Linked DNA regions of Anas platyrhynchos: region 2 is linked to region 1. The links are chromatin contacts, called in public Hi-C maps. All regions are on one chromosome and are shown on one strand. Each heading gives the region's core, a stretch centred on a gene start, on an enhancer-like site or on the middle of the called end of the contact. The rest is flanking DNA. Distances are from core to core; before and after follow the strand shown. Region 1 has its middle 2.3 kb from the start of LRCH1. Region 2 overlaps LRCH1 (leucine rich repeats and calponin homology domain containing 1).

What was found. Hi-C and Micro-C count contacts between places; a contact is called where the count stands out from the background.
Region 2: a contact with region 1 is called in a Hi-C map of subcutaneous adipose tissue, with 2.2 times the contacts expected there. The contact joins two enhancer-like sites. A contact is called at or near these places in 4 of 8 Hi-C or Micro-C datasets (liver, skeletal muscle, small yellow follicle and 1 more).

Annotation. Positions count from the first base shown.
Region 1 is chr1:177,593,250-177,597,271 of IASCAAS_PekinDuck_T2T, reverse strand. No RefSeq gene overlaps it. Among named protein-coding and RNA genes, the nearest start is that of LRCH1, 2.3 kb to the left of the region's middle. Within about 2 kb of position 2,316, at least 1 of the 8 cell types and tissues checked has an H3K27ac peak or open chromatin away from gene starts, as enhancers often do.
Region 2 is chr1:177,647,719-177,651,740 of IASCAAS_PekinDuck_T2T, reverse strand. All of the region lies in intron 1 of LRCH1 (leucine rich repeats and calponin homology domain containing 1), which reads right to left. Among named protein-coding and RNA genes, the nearest start is that of LRCH1, 52 kb to the right of the region's middle. Within about 2 kb of position 1,735, at least 1 of the 8 cell types and tissues checked has an H3K27ac peak or open chromatin away from gene starts, as enhancers often do.

The DNA.
Region 1 (4,022 bases), core at 1,067-3,566:
GGGTGCAACAGGAGCCGTGAGGGGACAGAACCGGGGCAACTGACCCAAAATGACCAAAGGGATGTCCCATGCCATGTTCATGCTGAACAGTCAATATGGGGTGGCTGGCTGGGGTGGGCAACTACTACTTGGGGAAAGGCTGGGCATCAGTCAGCGGGTGATGAGAAATTCCATTGTGCATCACTTGTTTTGTACACATTCTTCGTAGCAGTACTACTATCATTATTTTCCTTTATTCTGTAATAATAATAAACTAATAAACTGTCTTTATCTCAACCCACAAGCTTTCACTGTTTTTTCCCCAGTTCTCACCCCCATCCCACTGAGGGAGGCAGGATAGTGAGCTAACAGCTGTGCGGTGCTTAGCTGCCGGCCGGGTTAAACCACAACACCCTTTTAAAAGGAAGCCCCCCACCTGCTCATCCCCTTCTGCTGGCATCCATCGCAGCTAACAGCATCCCCTCTCTAACTGCACCAGCTCTGCAGCAGCTTGTAGTGGAGTGGGGTGAAACTACGGTGCAGGCACTGAGGCAAGCATGCATATGCTGAGGCAGAGCATGTTTCATTTGAAAATTACAAGCTGCAGCGGCTCTTGCCGCCGGACTCCACAGGCCCTGGGGAGCACCTGCCCTGCAGAAGGAGTTTCTGAAGCCTGCTGCTGCTGCAGGCGCTGCTTCACACCTGTGCATGGCTCTGGAGCCCGGCTTGCCCCAGAGAGACCCTTCGAGGGGTGATTTGGAGTGACAAACCAAAGCGTGAGGCCTCATGCTTCCCTGCCACTCAGAGAGCTCAAAGCTAAAAAGGGACCCATATATCACCACGTGTGACCTGTACTTTACAGGCCATTACGCTTCGCTCCGTCCCCTTGTGCTGTGATCGATGGCTGATGTTAAATTAAAGCTTCCCAGGCTCCAGGAAGTTCAACACCAAGTGCTACAGGGCAAAGGAAGGCAGAATTGCCACAAGGAAACACCTTTAGAAAAACAATAACAAAACAAAACAAAACAACAACAACAAAACAAAAACAAAACAAACAAACAAAAAAAAAACAGGAGAGAGCTCTGCAAGTTTAGCTGCCACAACAAGAAACTTAAAAGAGAGAAGGGTACTAGAGGTAGACTGAATAGCATCAAAATATCCATAAAAAGCTTCTTCTTTACAGCTGAGAAGTGTAAGGAAAGGTCTGTAAGGTTAGGTGGATAAGAAGGGGATTATTTTACTGGAAGTGCTTTTAAACTGCGCACAAAATATAGGCCCCAAGCTAAACTCAAATCCAAACTGTCCTTACATCTGTGATTGCTGGTTCTGCAGGTGTGATGCAGGGATGCTGGGTTTCTGCATGACACATTCAGTCTCCTACCAGTTCAAGAAAATCTTGGGTGCACCAGAGAACAATTCGTGACACCGTTCCTTAGAACAGCCCCAAGCTGAAGAGATCTTCCCCAAGGAACACAACAGCCACTGCTGTCACAGGTATGTCCGGATATCACGTTACTTCTGGCAAAGCTTGGTGGTGGCTGATTAAGATAATGTTCCCCACACATTTCCACTAGTCACAGCATGTTCGGGATTTAAAAAGCTTCATTTGTTTTCCTGTTGGAAAGCATAAGGAAACAGCCGAATAGCTCCATCTTCTCAGCGATTTACAGAAAAGTGTTGATGAAAAATAGTGTGAGTTGAGTAAGCTGTGAATAAGAGCAACTGCTTGGCTTCCCCTGTAATAGATTTTCTTAATGTAATATTTTAATAGAATAAGTACTATATTCTTTTACACATAGAGAAGGCTGAAGTGTTGTAGGTTTTATGACACAGCAAATGGCCTTGCACAAGATTTCCTATGTATGAAATCCCCCAACAACATGAAACTTAATATTGTGACTAGTACTATGGAGCTAAGCATGCAGACAGTGTATCTGCAGAAATCATCTTTCAGCATCAGCTCTTTACAGTCAGATAACAGGCCTGTCTTTCTGCGAGGTTTGGTAAGCTCAGTCACTGGTGGGATACCACACTCCTTCCTCCCCCACTCCTGATATGACAAAGTGACTTCTGGTGCCAATTTTGCAATAAACAACGTGTTTTTTGCTCTGCATTGTCTTCATGCTGTCCTGCTAATTCAGGGTTCTCCCTTAAAACACCCAACATGGGGACAGGCAGGATTTAGTGGCACACAGGGCTGTCCTGCTGCACGGTCTGGCAGGGTTTAAGATCCAGGTTCTCCCTTGTAGCAATGTAAGGGCACACAGCTGTGATGGGGCAGCAAGTTTGTTTTAAAATCCTTTTTACCAGAGTTGCTGAGGAGCGGTGCAGGTATGACCTGTGCTGTCAGAGCTTGGAAGGAACAGTTTGCAGGCTGACAGGATTAAAGAAGGTCAAAAAGGTGATCAGGGGACTGAGGCACCTCTCCTACAAAGACAAGCTGAGGGAGTTGAGGTTGCTCAGCCTGGAGAAGAGAAGGCTCTGGGGAGACCTTACAGCAGCCTTCCAGTGCCTAAAGGCAGGCCTACAGGAAAGCTGGGGAAGGACTCTTTGTCAGGGGGTGTAGGGATAGGACAAGGGGGGAATGGCTTTAAACTAAAAGAGGGGAAGATTTAGATTAGATATTTGGAAGAAATTCTTCCCTCAGAGGGTGGTGAGGCCCTGGCACAGGTTGCCCAGAGAAGCTGTGGCTGCCCCATCCCTGGAGGTGTTCAAGGCCAGGCTGGATGGGGCCTTGGCCAGCCTGATGTAGTGGGTGGCATCCCTGCCTATGGCAGGGGTGTTGGAACTGGGTGATCTTTGAGGTACCTTCCAACCCAAACCATTCTGTAATTCTGTGATTATCAGGGAAAACAATATAGCACCGAAGCTGTATCATCTTCACTCTCTGTGCCTGAGTGCTGTGCCAGATCTCAGTCTGTTCCTATAGATACAAAGGATCAGAAATTGGAAACGCTTCAGAAAAAGAAAAGATCAGTCGCAGCAGCACCGATTTCCTGTTCTCATGCAGATGTCTATGTACAAGGTCACACTCTGCACATTGACTTCGCTTGGATCACAACGTGGGCACAGCCTGACGCAGCAGTGAAGCTGCAGGGATGGCAAGCTGCCGCTGTAGGCAGCCCCTCCATCCCTTGCCCCCAGCTATGTGGTCTTGCTGTTTCCCATATGACAGTGTTTGTGCTTGTCTGAGCCTTCCATGAGCCAGCCAGGAGACTGAGAGCAGCTTAAAAATTACCTCTAGAAGAAAAAGAAATCAATGGGTGCTTTTCAGCAAACACAAGCAAATGTCACAGAGGAAGGGAAGACTGCAGAAGAAAGACTTCATGTATGTAGCAGAAGAAGATGACTATGGAGGTAACCAACCTGCTATTCGGGTCACACATAGTGGCTGTGACAGGAAAAATCCTGTCAGAGATAAGCAGAAAGTACCACAGCTGAGGAAGGCCATGAGCCGTAGGGACTCAGAGTAAATTTCTCCTGTCCAGGACTCTAAATTGACAGAAAGGAACAACAGGGCCCACATGGCTTGTTAGGATGAGAGGTGGGCAAAGGCTTATGTGCTGGGATCTGGTGTCTCATGAGGTAGTGTGTGTCAGTAACTTCATGTACAGACATCTACCTCACACTCCATGTGCTCTAATACGCTGCTGTAGGGGCCTCAGCATGGTGTAGCTCCTACATTGCTTTCTTCACGTGAACCTCCCAGGTGGACAGGCTGTCCTGTGCAGAGGCAGAAGCGACACGCAAACATCACAAGACAAGCAGAGCTGGCATCACTCCACTTGCAAGGTTACCTTGGTTTCGTGTGCGACACAGAAGTCACAGCTAAGAAAAGCCCCATTATACGTCCTTGATAGCATGATTGTAATGGCACCGGGACAAAGAAAATGATGAGCTGGATCCCAAGAGAAGAAACGTGCAGGCTGAAGCTTCAAGTGGTGCAGATAAAAATCGCTCCTTTCAACTGAAGCACAAACTCCTGGTCCTGCCTACAGTACGCCTAAGGCAAGTGGTTCATAGCAGACACACCGGCGAGGTGA
Region 2 (4,022 bases), core at 486-2,985, 55 kb before region 1:
CTGCTCTCGTTGACCTCCACACGGAGTAAAAGGGACCATGCCACCACATGCCACTTGGCCATGGAAAATTCTAGTACCTCAGAGAAGTGGAACAGCAACGAAACCCAGCCCGTGCCTCTAAGAGGCATCACAAGCACAGCAAAATCATTTATTGCTATTTTAATACTATCCTTTCTTTGATTGTTTTTATTGTTATCCTCAGTTCTCAAGGGCTTTAGCTCTGGTAATCTGAAGAAGGACAAAACAAAGAAGCCACAGATGATAACAGAAAATCCTCCCTGTTATCCTCAGGACAGCGGGTTATTGGACACAACATGTATACAAAAAAGGAATTCAATTAACTTCCAACAATGGAAGTCAATTATTTATTATTGTCTAGTTATCAAAGATTACGATCATTTCAACACTGTTATATCTACTGCTGCTTCCTAAATAACATTAAGAAGTTCAATCCATAGTAAAGCAGAAGAATCAAAACTGTACGTTTTATTTAATACAGTGTAACTTAAAAAGCAGAGTTTTGCTAACAGAATTAATTTTATTTTTATTTAAGATGTATCAAATACCATATCTGACCGTCTCTGAGAAATGGGGTACAGGAATGGAATCGGTATGATACCATCATTTTTTAAATGATTTTTTTTTTTGGCCAAAAAACAGACTTTCCTGCTCAAATGGATGAAGGGTAAAAAAAAAAAAAAAAAAAGACAAAAGAAAGGATGGCTTTTATTCAATCACAAAATGAATGTAAACCTCAAAACATGATGCAGCTGTGAAGAAAGCCTAGCAGCTTTCAGATGCCCCTAAAAAATCTGTAATGACAAGTGCATGCCTTAAAAACTCAACAGTAAGGAGAGCAGTCTGCATATCAGCTTCATACTGTACCTCGTATATGCAAACACGTACAGAAACCTCTGAAAGTTACATAATTATTTTGATATTACTTATACCAAAGTACTTTTGCACCTTGTTTCATTACTGCACCTGACAACCTGTATGTACACTTCAGGTATATTCTGATATTTAAGTTCTAGAATAAAACATCTGTTAAATCATTAATTTGAAAAATAGTGCCTCAGGGGAATTAAAAATCATTAAATTACTGCAGAGACTAACTTTGCTACAGAAATAGAAAGGAATAGAGAGGTAGGGTTGATAGAGTTTAGCCTTTTAACTGATTATCGCCTTTAATAAATAGGAGATCTAACAAAGAAACAAATCCATTATGGCAGAAACACTATTTTAGGGTTACTAAGGAACTATATATGGGCTTAACCCGAGGTGACTGTTTCCTGTAATTCTGTTGTGAAGCAGGCAGCACAAACACAGGCAAATATCCCAGTGGCAGGGAGGGCACCAGAGCAAGCTTTCTGTGTTTTAAATGGAATACACTATTCATTCATTATTTATGCCACAAAGGCATTTCAAACTGAATCTGGCTTCATCCCATTTTATACTGCCAAGAACAAGTTCGTTAAAACTCCAAAATAAAGAATGGAATGCAAAGTAAGCAAGCCAGCTTAGAAAAATATGAGATGGAAGCCTGATCTTTTGAAGAATCAGCACAATTCTGGAGCAATGGCACTGTTTTTGTACAAGAGCATTACTACGCTGGAAGCTGGACAGGAGCTACCCAAAACAAGAGCTTCCTTAGCAGAGAGTGAACAACAAAAAGCAGAAATTTCCTACCAGCAGCAGGCTCTGAGCAGTGTTTGGCTACCTGGCATGGCACACTGCTGGGCAACGATGACTGATCCATCCTCAGGACAAACCTTTCCAATTCCTGCAGCTCCAAAAGCGCCTGCCACAATGAAATCCCACTGCTGCCTACCACTGTTGTGACAGCAGTCTACAAGCTGATTACCAACACCCCAAACAGCATTTAAACCAACCATACAGACAGAGCATACATACAGAGTATAGACCACTCTGCCACTGCAAACCAAACTGCATTCACCAAGTGGCCAGGCTAACACTAGTTAACACAAGTATACTTGCCTTGGCAGGGAAGGCAAGTGCTCTATTATCACTGACCTCGTGCCCCTCAGAATCAAATAGTCAATGCTTTGTAGCAAGCAATTGCTTCCTTCTAGTTTTTTCCTCCACCTAAATGGTTGTCCCAAAGTCATATATATTTATGTTAGTGTTTTCACAACTAACAAAATGCGGTATACCTCTAACAGATGCCCTTCAACTTGCTGTTACTCAGCAGAGCAGCACACCTTGTCCCACTTACTTGACTCTATCTGTCAGAGAGCATTGATGAATAATGTTCTGGACGTGCAGCCAGCAACTCCCACTGCCAGTGATGCCACACACACAACAAAGTGGGAGCAGAGACCTCTGGTGCCTGATGCATTCTGGTTTGTTCGTGATAATTAGAGCACAGTGAGCGCATGGCATTTCTTAACTAAGAGACGTGTCTGCTCAAGTTATTTAGCAGACAGAAGAAGAAATAAGAGAAGACAAAGAATGCCCCTTAAAGCAAAACCAAAGTGAACATTGATGTGCTTTTCCTTACTATTGATATGATTTAATATATCAAGTGTTTCTCCTTGGCAGCTGTGTGGATGAATTCTGCAATTCTTCCCTATTCCACATCTTGACATAACATTAAAATACATGGGCAAATTCAAGAGCTACCTGTAGGGATACAAAACACACAGCTCTACTTTATCAGCGTTATCGATGATCACAATGAACTCAATTTAGTACATATCAAATGTAGCAATTGTAATATAATCATACATCCGCCAGTCACCAACAAGGCCCTAAATCAAGGCTTTTAGAGGCAGTAGGAACAGGAGCGAAGGAAACCAACATTGAGAAAGAATCACATTGTGAGCCTGGCAGAGCTGGTACCACAAGAGGGAGTCCTGATCTCAGACTTGGCCAACACCCTGTAGCAGGGTTTCTCGAGACCATCGATGAGGAATGAGAAGGGCAGAAATAGGAAGACACCTATGCAAAGCCTTACAAACCCCCGACGTTTCCATGGACCTATTTCTCACAAGGGTTTTCAGAGTATAACAAATGAGTTTACTTGTCACAACTGCAGGAAGCAAAGACAATGGAGGTCAAGGAAACAAACACAAATACTAAGGAGAGGTTGAGAAAAAACACACACACAAAACCAACCCTTCTGAAATAGTCACATTGAAGCGTTTCCTCCAAGCTTCTTTCAGTCGATGCAACAACCTGAGGTATCTGCGAGCTCTCTGTAGTTACAGCAGTAGCTGCACTTGGCCTATTTAAGGCAAAAGCAGCCTTAAAATGTCTCTCAATTAACGTCAGATGATAGACTCAACAAAGACGATGCTTACAAACTCGATCATTCCTCCTCAGAGATCCTCACCTGCCACTCCACTGTATTTCATCTGCCACACCATTAGGGAATATAGGGCTTGCTTTACCACTGTGCCCTGTAACCACCCAGTAGAGCAAATGTAAGCCAAGTGCAATCCTACAATTCTTTTCAGGTAGCACACTGATTGCCCGGAAGCAATCCAACAGCTCTCCCAGAAGCTAAACCTGAGCACAAACTTCAGGGGTGAGGGAAGGGGAGAGAAAAAGGGTAGCAATAACTTGCTGACAGCTGTGTTGAAGCATGTTCTCATTGTTAGTGCTGTGGCACACTCCAATTCAAAGGAGGCAAAGGAAATTTTTCTGCAAGAGATGCCCTCAGTAAACCATCACAAGCCAGGACGAAGAAAGAGGAGGTTACTACCTACAGCAGTCTGCCTCATTATCGTACTTACCGTACTGCCCAGCACACCTGGCTTTAGGCAGCAACATAAAGCATTTACGTTTCTGCTTTATCTGGTATTTCTTCATCATTAGGACAACAGTTTAGGGTTAAGATTGGCAAAAAAAAATATGGTTCCTGGGTTCCATAACCACTGGGTCCTTCCTGCGGATCCCTGTGAAGGTGTTAACACATTTGGGACCCAAACACCTGTACCTCAAGAGAGAAAAAAAATGCCAGCCAGCAAACACCTTCCATCAACAGAATGACCTTTAAT